Regions from separate parts of the Mus musculus genome. Here region 2 is linked to region 1. The links are chromatin contacts, called in public Hi-C maps. All regions are on one chromosome and are shown on one strand. Each heading gives the region's core, a stretch centred on a gene start, on an enhancer-like site or on the middle of the called end of the contact. The rest is flanking DNA. Distances are from core to core; before and after follow the strand shown. Region 1 overlaps Erg (ETS transcription factor). Region 2 holds the start of Brwd1 (bromodomain and WD repeat domain containing 1).

The links. A called contact is a pair of places that touch in the nucleus more often than the background predicts.
Region 2: a Hi-C map of hematopoietic stem and progenitor cells shows a contact between it and region 1, with 6 times the contacts expected there. The contact joins the promoter of Brwd1 here to the enhancer-like site in region 1. A contact is called at or near these places in 1 of 39 promoter capture datasets (pre-B cells), 1 of 484 Hi-C or Micro-C datasets (hematopoietic stem and progenitor cells) and 3 of 115 datasets of contacts at active chromatin or transcription factors (acute myeloid leukemia, bone marrow-derived macrophages and large pre-B cells).

Annotation. Positions count from the first base shown.
Region 1 is chr16:95,450,586-95,456,337 of GRCm38.p6, forward strand. The region is part of intron 2 of Erg (ETS transcription factor); the gene reads right to left. Among named protein-coding and RNA genes, the nearest start is that of Erg, 77 kb to the right of the region's middle. Within about 2 kb of position 4,471, at least 30 of the 459 cell types and tissues checked have an H3K27ac peak or open chromatin away from gene starts, as enhancers often do. A contact at or near this core is called in acute myeloid leukemia and hematopoietic stem and progenitor cells, where this site is marked.
Region 2 is chr16:96,079,204-96,084,708 of GRCm38.p6, forward strand. Brwd1 (bromodomain and WD repeat domain containing 1) reads right to left here and starts at 3,225. Exons shown (of 42, transcript NM_145125.3): 1 at 3,051-3,225; 2 at 2,919-2,977; 3 at 2,775-2,804; 4 at 2,611-2,670. The coding sequence starts at 3,099.

The DNA.
Region 1 (5,752 bases), core at 3,221-5,720:
GGCCATTTCCCCAGGACTGGGGCAGGTCACCTCTAGCACCCAGTACTGGGAACAACTGTTTCTGTCAGAGCTTTTATCTCTTAACAGAGAGAGGAGAGTGCCTCAAAGAAAAGGGTCAAAGGAGCTCCTTGGATATTGAAAAGCTGAACTCAGAAACTGGTGCTGACAACGAAAAAATATGATAGGACAGGAAGCTGGCCTGGACATGGGTATAAATGGCTTCCACTCACTGAGTTTGTATGTCTCTGGGAGTTCTGAGCTCCTGTGCCCTTCCACTCTACAGTAACACAAGTGGGAGTGAGGGTTTTCCCAGGTGAGAAAGGCTCTGACTTGTCCAGGTCCACAGTTTAAATCCCTGCTGAGAGCTCTCTGGCTAGGCACACAGACAGTCTCCACTGTCTGAAGCACTGCCATGATCCCTTTTGTGAGTCCCGAAATCAACAATCTACCAAAACCCAAAGAGGACCAGAGCTCTGATTCCAGCTCCACTCCTACCAGAACAAAGTCCAGGAGAGGCCAATTTCCTACTGAGGTCCCACTGTGGCAGGCTGAGGATCTGGCCACCGCCTCTCCCATCACCCCTCTGTGACTGCATCTGTGCCTGCCGTCCCCTGTAGGAATGATAAAACCAATCCTTCCTCACAAAGTATAGCACAATGATGGAGAAAAGAAATAAAGTATCAAGTGCCTTGCTGCTACAGATAATTGTGGGCTGTGGTGTCCCTGTTATTGATGGCTGCTATTCAAACACACAGGACCTCCCAGGAGAGCCACGCAATGTGAAACCACATGTTCTTAAAGCAATATCTTAAGAAACATGCCTCAAATTGAGACATGAACTCGCCATGTTGACAAATTCTGAAACACTGTTTCAAGAATTTCTTGCGCATGGCCCGTATTAACTGGACGTGTGGATACTTACAACAACAAAGACATAAAGTTGGGAGAGAGATGGGATGAGGGTACTGGGGGGGCAGGTATAGGGAGGAAATGGTATATGACTATGCATAATATAAACTGTATAAATATACAAAGCTGTCCAAGACTAAATATATCATTTAAAAATAAAGCTCAGTAGGATACAAAATGAACAGAGATTGAGTTAATTGACTTGGATATTTTTGTGGAAGTGTGAGGGGCTCTCTTCAGAGTTGAACCCATGATAGTGCTTATTAAACAGTAGAAAGAAAATGAAAAAGGCCCGGTGTGCTATTTGCAATACTTCAATTAAAGACAGCCAAAGAAGTGGTAAATCATAAACAGGGGTGCTTTAAAAGTAAGATTGTTCAGGGCTGAGGTGACAGAGGGTTTAGTGCATGAAGTTCCTGCTATCCCAGCACGCAGACCGGACCTTAGATTCCCCAGCACCGGTGTAGCAGACCGGACCTTAGATTCCCCAGCACCGGTGTAGATCTAGAATCCTGTGGGAGGTACTTCTGTGAGCCCAGCAGTGGAGCGCAGAAGACAGAAGGATTTGGGGGCTCACTGGCCAGTCAGTTTAGCTGAATTAGTATAAATGAGGAGACAGACAGCACTGGACCTCTGGTCAGAACATATATGTGCACACGGGTATATATAGACTCACACAGGCATGCACACACATATGCATACGCCCCACACATGCACACACACACATACATGCACACACATGGACACAGGCACACACACATATACATATGTACACATCTGTACACACACACATACTCACACATATGCACATACACACACGCACACATACACACTTGAGTGTGTGCCAGCCAGCCAAGCCCATAGCATCTCTGCTTGATGTCCCCTATCACATTTTCCAGAACTAAGCACGCATTGTTTCTACTAAGTGTTTGAAGTAATAGTGCTGATGTTGATGTTATAGTTGGATTCTGATGTGGCACTTTAAAGCATAAATAATTTTACTTGGCTTTGGCATTTCTTTTCTGAAACTCTCAGCACTTATCTGCACACAACAGCATGGCACCTGTTCCTCCCAGGGCTGAGTTCCACAACACCCTGCCGAAAGACGACACGGGGCCAGGCGGAAACCCCTGACCTGAGTTTTCATTACTGACGCCTGAGGCAGATCAAGGAAGTTCATACTTGAGCTGAAGACATGTAAGCCAGTCACCAACAGACTGGAATCAGGAACCTCTACCCCTTGGATACAGCCAAATAAGGAAAGAATTCTTAGGACAGCGTGGAGCCGAGTAGTAGAGCGCTTGCCTAGCATGCATGAAACTCTGGGTTCCATACCCAGTACCTCAGGAAATAATCATATTATGTAGATATTCTTAAGCCAGCAATGTGGTTCACACCTATAATTGTGACCATGGGGAGGCTGAGGCAGGAGGATTGCCTTGAGTTCTAGGCCATCCTGAGGTACAGAGTAAGACCATGTCTAAAACTCAAAAAAGTTAAAACAACCACCAAAAGCAATCCCTGTCGCCAAGCAAACACAAGAGGAGGCAAGATGTCACCGTCAAGATTTCCAGCAGTTCACCGTCTAGCTACTTCTTGTGACGGGATGGCTGTTTGCTGGATTTTTTTTTCACATAAGAACAGATGACAGAGTAGATGATTACAAGAACTCTCACTACCCAGAGTCTTAATGTGTTCCAGACCATTCAGTACACCATTGTCCTCTGCAGAGAAACAGCGCTGCAGATACAGGACACAACCCGCATAAGGAGACCTCCGAGGACAGTGAGACAGAAGCCCCAAGGACAGGGAGAAACCTGCTTTTTCTCCATGCTTCCAGAGCCCGGTTGCTCTGAGCATCTGAGTTGTTGTGCCTGTTTATTTAGCGCAAGGCCTGCCAGGTGGCTCAGGGTGTCATGGTGTCAAACAGGATCCCAAACTCAACGTCCTTAGAGCTACATGTTTTAAACCATCTTGTGTGCCCTTAAGCACGAAGTCTATTTAATTCATCTTATTTCAGTAGGATCAGGAAAGAAATGGGACTTTACGATGACTACATTATTTTGACCTCTTACCTCCTTTGTATAAGGAATTTAAGTTAATATGCATTGTTTTGGTACTTGTCGGCCCCTGCAGTTTGCCAGCCCCTACTGACAAAGCTAAAGTGTGTATGTTATTACTAAGAACAAAGCCCTGCGGCTTCCTAAGAATATAGACACAAACAAACCAGGGCAAGCAGGAGAGAGGGGAACTGAAACAGAAGGAAGTGTGAGCGACAAAGGGAGATGCAGCTCACCTCCAGCTCCAGTCAGGGTCCATGGAGACACACACGGGGAAACATACTGGGTCAAACAGTGGGTAAGCATAAAAGGGAAAAGTACAGATCACCCTGTAAACAGAGACAGGGTCATACGAAAAGGTACAAGATGCTGAAACCAATTCAGATCAAATGAAGAGAAGGACCTTCCATGCTTCTCCAACCGTGACAACGGTGACATCAAATATCCGAGAAGCTGTGGGCAAATCAGGGCCTCTAGCGAAAGTCTATGAAATGGGCCAAATCTCTAAATTTGGCAAAGATTTTAAAGGTACACATTAATTACAGGCGGCCCCAGAGTTTCTGTTTTAAGCAAAAATACACTCTTTAAAAAACAAAAAACAAAAAAACAGGTAGAGGATGCATAGCAGTGCCGCTATGAGAGTATGAAGGGAGGGAACTTCCCATGACACAACATCAGCTGTAAATGATATCTATTTTATATAGAATACAAAATTCACAAAATCATGCTTATTAAAAACTTAAAGTGATGTGGTGGTGAAATGTGTATGAATTAGTATCAACAACAACAACAACAACAAAAACAAAAACAGAACAGTTAGCTGTATAGAAGAACAAAGAGGCACATACAATCAGAAAGATCACACCACAGGTCAGCAGCCTGGGTGGCCTGCTGGGATGTGGAGAATCTAGATTATAACATCTCTGTGTTCTCCTTAGAATGAAAATGCCTTTCATTCTACATCTGTAAATTGTACAAAGCAAAATTATGCCCCCCCCCACACACACAAATGTTCATGGAGAACTCTAGACAGTGAAGGACCCCAGGACCCTTCTTATTATGCTACCAAGGAGTGATACATCATTCAAGTCTCTTGGGGTCACTAAATGTAGTCCTGGGTCTCTGAATAGAGGAAGCGACAGGCTAACCATGTCACCTGAGCAGCCAAAGCACTCTACCTTCACCTACTGCAAGAGGACGCTAATCACCAGCTCCCACCGTCCCCCTAGCCCAGGATATTCTGCCACAGGCTTGGAGGCTGTGTTATGACTTCTGGAAGTGACCCCACTGTTCACTCTGTCTGTGAAAACATCCAGGCAGAGTCTGTGGCTGGGGGCTTTCCTCCTGAAGAAATACGTAGAGGACAAAGAGTGGCATCAGAAAGCACGGCAGTTCATCACAAAGGATGACAAAGACATGAGTCCCAAGCACAGCATCTGTCACTTACTGCTTGTCTGCTATAGGCTCTACAGATAGCTCACGACAGCATGAGGCTGGGTTGCCACACTGATGGTGAGAAAGATGGGGTCACACAGAGTCACCAAACAGCTGAGCACTTAAATGCAAGGTGTATGTGCCCATATAACATAAGATATGGCCTCTGGAGTGATCTGATGGTGTTCCCAGACAGGGCAGGAAGCAATGCCCTTCATCTTACCATAGCTGACGTTTCTGTAGCAACTGGACCAGACTGGCCACAGTGGTTGACACCACACACTGTCAATACCATTTGCAAATTTCTGAGACTACACATTTCAGAGACTCCCGTGGATCTCCACAGAGTCTTATGAACACTAGTGGCTAAATCAATGCCTCTCAGCTGCAGGAAACTCACATAAGTAACATTGTCCTTAAGGCATGAGGAATAGTTGCTTTTCCGGTTTTATTGTATTTTCTATGTATCCTTTTCTAAGAAACACTGGCGCGAATGTGTGTGTGTGCACGCTTGGGAATATGTTTTTAAATATCAAGGTCTGTTTTTCAGAAGGAAAAATAATAATGAAATAAAGGAGATACAGATAATGAAAAAATCATTTTGTTCTAGAACATTTCTCAGAGAGTGGGAGTCCTCCTGTGGGTTAAATGACACCCAGAGAGTCAACCACTTTCGATTCTGCTTGCTGGGGCCACGAGTCAGGATGCTGGTGGGCATAGGTGCTTGTGCATTCACACACACACACACACACACACACACACACACACACACACACACACACACAGAGAGAGAGAGAGAGAGAGAGAGAGATTGAGATTCATCCATGTGCAGCTATAACTGCTGTATCATAGAAGACAGCTTGGATCTCAGAGTGACCCTAAATACCCTAAATGCACACAGAAAAGTTATAGCGAGAAGCTGTCTTTTCAATGAACTTGGGCTAGAACAGAAGGGGAGGGCTGCCCTGTGCTCTGGGATGTGGCAGTTACCAAGAACAACAACACCCAGCACCTGGAGTTTCTTCCAGTGTCACAGAATCCCCCACAACGCAGAACGAGGGAGGCCATGTCTAGTCCCCGGATGCCGGAAGGTAGACGAGGAAAACGGCTGCAGCAAGCACAGCTTTAGCTAAGTTCTGTAACCACATCCATGAAAAGCCCATGCAGAGTTGACCTGTCCCTCACCATCCTCAGCTCAGAGGGCTGTGGGCCTCCTTAGGAACTTTCCAACTGTTCAGAGCCTGCTCGCCTAGGCACCTTAGGAAATTTCTATATCCTGTCTGATTCCTGAACTGCTTCCACCCAAGCTGCTGTTTAAACACGTTCCCTCCATGCCCTTCCACGTACAC
Region 2 (5,505 bases), core at 1,975-4,474, 630 kb after region 1:
TAAACTGCAATCTGTGAGTATGTGGGGAACAACTCCCACTTTGTGTAGGCTTCAAATAAAACTCATCTAAATACTAAAGAAAGTGAGAGCATCTGAAGTCTAGAAGCTACACGTACATCCTCACCAAAACTATACCAATCCAGGGCCAGCAGACTGCTCAGTGAGGTCCACCTCCACAACCCAGGCCTGCACCCTGTCCTCACCCACCACGGGAAAGGAAAGGGTGAGGAGGAGACGATACCCTAGCAGTGACCAGCCAGGTGACAAGCAGCATGACAGAAGACAGTTCCCTCAGACCTTTCAGCACCAGGGCCCTATCTATCTCTGTGCCTCTAACGTCCCCCCGTCCCCCGCCCCCCCCCCCAGTAGGGCAGCAGTGTCCCAACAGCTTGGCTTTCTTCACTCAAAGGCTGTGCTCTGCATTAACACAAGTGAAACTGTTAGACGTTCCTTAGACCCAGGAGGTAGATAGGAAGGGGGTGTGGCTATAAAGAAGCTGAGCTCTCCTGGGGTTGTAAATCAGAATCAGGTCCCTGTCCCGTAGAAAACGTGTGTGGTTAAACCCTGCCTGTGGGTACAGCACTAGGAGACAGATTGGATTCACATTCCAGCACCTACCCATCCTACAAACCTTTTAAAATTTCATACAGAAGAAAACAGACTTGGCTGGGCATAGTGGCACACGCCTTTAATCCCAGCACTTGGGAGGCAGAGGCAGGTGGATCTATGTTGAATCTGAGGCCAGCCTGGTCTATAAAGCAAGTTCTAGAACAGACAGGGCTACAAAGAGAAACACTGAAAAAAAAAAAAAAAAAGAGGTAGGTGGTGTCAGGGGGAGGGAAAAAACAAACTACTCAGAGGAAACCCTGTCAAAACAAACAAACAAACAAAAAAACAAAAAAGACAAAAGAAAAGGGCATTGCATGCCTGTACATGTGTGCCATGGCTTGAGGGTGGAATGCAGAGGCCCACTTGTGGAAGTAGGATCTCTCCCTCCTCCACTCGGGGTCCCCAGGAGTAAACTCACATCGTTAGGGGTAACAGAAAGTAGTTTTATAGATAAGTCATCTTACCCACCTGAACATTTGCTTCTTAAAAATAACTCTCAAAAGTCAAATTAAACAACAAACCAGCAACCCCGTTTTACTCAGCAACTGCACCTGTCACGGCCAACACCTGGCTGTGGAAAGGACAATGGTAGAGGCTCTAGACCAGTGGTCCTCAGCCTTCCTAACGCCGCGGCCCTGCAGCCCTGCACAGTTCATGTTGGGGTGACCCCCAACCATAGTTATTCTCGTTGCTACTTAACTGTAATTTTACTACTGTTATGAACTGCAATGTCGATATCTGACATGCAACCCCCCCAAAGGGTGGGTCCCGTGGGTTGAGAACCGCTGCTTTAGCACTCCTGCCCTGTTCTGCTGAGCCCTCTAGTTATCCAGTTAACTCCTTAGCCCTGGAAAACAAGGTATAGAGAATGAACTGCCCACATGCATGACTGACGCCCTGGCTGACTTTTTGTTCACTACTGGTCTTGGACACATGGTGAAGTCAGTGAGCTCTCCTGTAATCCCGACCCAGCAGAGGATGAGTGAAGCAGGACTGCAAGTCCAAGCCAAACGGGGCTGTGCAGCCAAACATCAACAGCACACACTCATCTCAACCTTCTGTAACCAATATGCTCAGTGTGAGTCTTTTATCTTAAAATTGTCGAAGATATTCTCCTGCAACATTTGTGCTTCGTTAACGATAAACACCCAAAGCCTCTGTTACCTGGATAAAACTCAACTATACACAAGAACCTCTAAGCAAGTAGGGAAAATAAGGCAAAGGAAAATAAATGTAATCCGCAAGTTACCACTCCTCGGAAATGTTAAGACAGGCACACACAACTGCTTCTGAGAGCTTAGTCCGAGCTCTCAGAAGCAGGAAATGAATTCAAGGCCAGCCTGGCCTACCCGAGTTCAAGGCAAGACAGTGGTACGTAATGACACCCTGTCTCAAAAAATAAATACACCGACTGACGGATGTCAACTTAAAGCCTGAACCGCTACATACAGCAAGATCAAGTGTGAGCCAACTTTCTAAAGGCAGTCAACACACAGTGCACGGGTCGGGGAAGCAGGGGTGCCGCACTGACATATTCACCACGGAGAACTCTGTGCGATCCTACAGAGGAAGGGAGTACAGTACAGGAAGGGGCCATTTCTCCACCTTGGGAGACTAAGGACTCTCTCTCTATTCCTGGGGAACAAGAGGTCTGAAAGTCTGGGCGGGGCAGAGAAAGGAGAGACCAATGAGAGCTCGAGTTACAAATCGGGAAGGGAGAGAGATGAGAGCGCCCCTCTCAGTGGCTGGCGGCCGCACCTGGAGCCCCAGCCCGGCCGCGAGCCAGGGGCGCCCCCGCCTGCGCCCGGCACCGCCCCCAAAACCATTTTCTGCCAAATCCCGCCCCCCACCCCGCCACCGCGAGCCCTCGGGGGTCGGGCCCGTCGCCCCGGGACGCCGGACCACCAGAGACCACCCCCGGGCGCGGCCCCGCGGCGCCCGCAGGGGAGCAGAGACCCGGCTGGGGGGCGCGGGCGCGCGGAGGACGCGGGAGCTGCTCACCAATTCCTCGTAGCTCCTGTTGTGCTCGTTGCCCTCCCAGTCCAACCTCTTCGGCAACAGCTGGAATGAGACACGAAAGGCGTCCGGGTGACCACCGCGGCCGGGAGGCCGGGCGGGACCGGGACGCGGGGGCGGGGACGGGGACGCGGGGGCGGCGGACCGACCTGGTACTGCTCCAGCTCCTGCACCAGCACCTGCGGCAGAGAAGACGCGCGGTCAGACCCCGTCAGCTGCCCCGCTCACCCCCGGTTCGTTCGCCCCCGGTTCGCTCGCTCGCCCGCCCGCCCGCTCGCCCAGCCGGCACTCACCTGCGCCGCTCGGCGACACGGGCCAGCTGAGAGGTAGCGGGCGATGAGAAAGTACAGCTCTGCGGGGAGAAGACAGGGACGGTCAGCGGCGGCTGCGCGACACCGGGCAGGGGACGCGCGGCCGTGTCTTACCCGACTCGATGAGAGGCACCGGACGTCGGGCCGGCGAAGGCTCCGCCATGGCGGGGCGCCGGGCGGGAGCGAGCGGACCAGCGAACAAGTGGAGCGCGTAGGCCGCGCCGAGGCCTGACCGGGCCGGCGTACCCCCAGCTCCTCAGGCGCGCGCCGCCGCCGCCATGCCGTGCGCGCCGCGCACCGACGCGTCCGCGGCAGGAAGTCGCGCGGGACCGAGGGGCGGGGAGCGAAGTAGTCCCCCCGCGGGGAGCCGGCGGCGTGGCACGACGCGGATGTGGCTCCTTGGCTGGGAGGCGGGCCTCGCCTCGGCGTCCTGTGCGTCGGGGGCGTGAAGCGCAAAAGGGGGCGGCGAGCCAGCCGGGGCTGCGTCCGCGGGGCGGGGGGTGGGGGGGCTGGGGCGCGCGTGGCCGGATTCCTGCGCGCGGTGAGGCGGCCGCCGGCCTTTGTGCGGCGGCGGAGGCGGTACGGCGAGCTGGAGTGGAGGGGGCGGGGCGGGGCAGGGCAGGGCGGAGCCTGGGAGGACGGTCACCTGGGCTGGGCCTGAAGACCCTGAGGCTGGGGAGGAGCTCTGCAGGAGGGTGGCTGAACCCAGAGCGGAGGCTGCGACACCACCTTACCCGCTGCCCTCCCGACCTCCCGCCGCCCCGCGTCCCGCGCCCCGCGATGGGTTAAAGATGCCCGGTACGGGTGACGGAATCTGGGAGTCCGCGATGACTTGACGGGAACTCAGAGGGCCCGTGGGAAACGGGCTGCGGCCACAAGTGTCAGTCGTTTTGTTGGAGGGGTGGAAGAGTTACAGAAAAATCCCCCTAATTACCGCTCTAGGCTCCTGACCCAACCGGATCTGTTTCACCACGTCCAGTGTGCGCTGACAAGCTCTGACGTAGAGTGCAGAACAGAACTAAACATGGCCATTGTTAGATTTATCGGGCAGCAGAGAGTCAGAAAAAGAGGCCTGACCTCAAACGACCTCGGCTCTTTATTCCCAAACACCAAAAGACAGTCGTCTTCCAACGGGAAAGCGAGCTCCTGTCGCGGGCTAGGGTGCGGCAAGGGAATTGTTTGTGTCTATAAAGAGTCTAGGGTGGTTCGGCTGTTTCTTTTCCTTAGGCTTAGGACATAGTGCTAGGGTGGCTCCGCATTCTTTTCTTAACCCCTGCGCCCCTGCGAAGGGCTGACCGAGCAAGGTCATTTGTAGGAGTCCTGTCTTGTGACCAAGGCGTTGTACCAGCTAGTCATTCTAGTGCCTGCGTGCGGAGGCAGAACGAGGTGTCCCAGTCGTGCCCGGGCAGTGAACCTTAGACTGGCTCCAACTATCAGGTGTATGATCCTAGGCAAATCACTTAACCTCTGTCTCAATTGGCCTTATCTGTAAATTGTAGCCAACAGTGCGGCTCCTTCCAGAGCTCAAGGATTTTATGAACTAATACGCATTTCCAGCCTCTGAGTTGACTTTCATTAATTACATGGAAAGTACATATGAATATGTAGATGGCCCACCTATTCAGAGTAATCCTAACTCAGCAAACACCAAGTGGTAAGATAAAATGGAACAGTAAACTCCACCGTTCCCATGGAAACAGTTTGGCGTCCTTTAAGGGAAAGGTGAACTATAGTGATAAGATTTAGGGCACTGGGATAAAAACCAACTTGCCTGAGGGAAAGGTATGGAACTTTCACTCCTCTGGGGATGTCATGCAACTGAAGGAGAAAGCCAAAGAACTCTGTCATTTACTCGGGGGCTTGCCTGAGTTTGATCCAGAGCAGCACAGAAACAAAGCACCCACTAATCCCAGCACAGGCAGAGGCCAGAGGTTCAGAAGTTCACGGACATGATTATCCACACGGCTTGAGGAGAGCCCCAAGGTACATGAGACCCTTTAAAACAGGTTTAGTTCAAGTATTCGGGGTGACTGATGGACACAACCAGAGAGTCTCCAGCTGAAAATGGGAAAACTGGAACGTTCCAGTCAAGGAGAGGTTGCAAGTTGAGACCAAGATACAGAAAAATATTACTTAGTAAACCTGAGAGAGTAAATCAAAGAGGACCCACTGGAACTGTAGCCATAAGGATAAAGAGATGGACTTGGTGTAGCACCAAGGGAACCTACTGGCAGTAGGCTCACAAGCCATAGTCAAAGTAATAAAGATAGGGCCTGGAGAGATGGCCCAGCGGCTAAGAGCACTGACTGTTCTTCCAGAGGACCTGAGTTCAAGTCCCAGCAACCACACAATGGCTCACAACCCTCTATCGCTCCCTCTGCTGACCTGCAGGTGATACACATATGCACAAACTGGCAAAGCAGACATTCACATAGACTGAAAAGTTAAATCGTTAAGATCCATAACTAGAACAGTTTATTTGACATTCTGATGTGAATATTCCCTTGTGCCATACCGGGTCCTCTGGAAGGTGAAGTGTTATTGACCACTAAAACATCCCCCCAGTTCC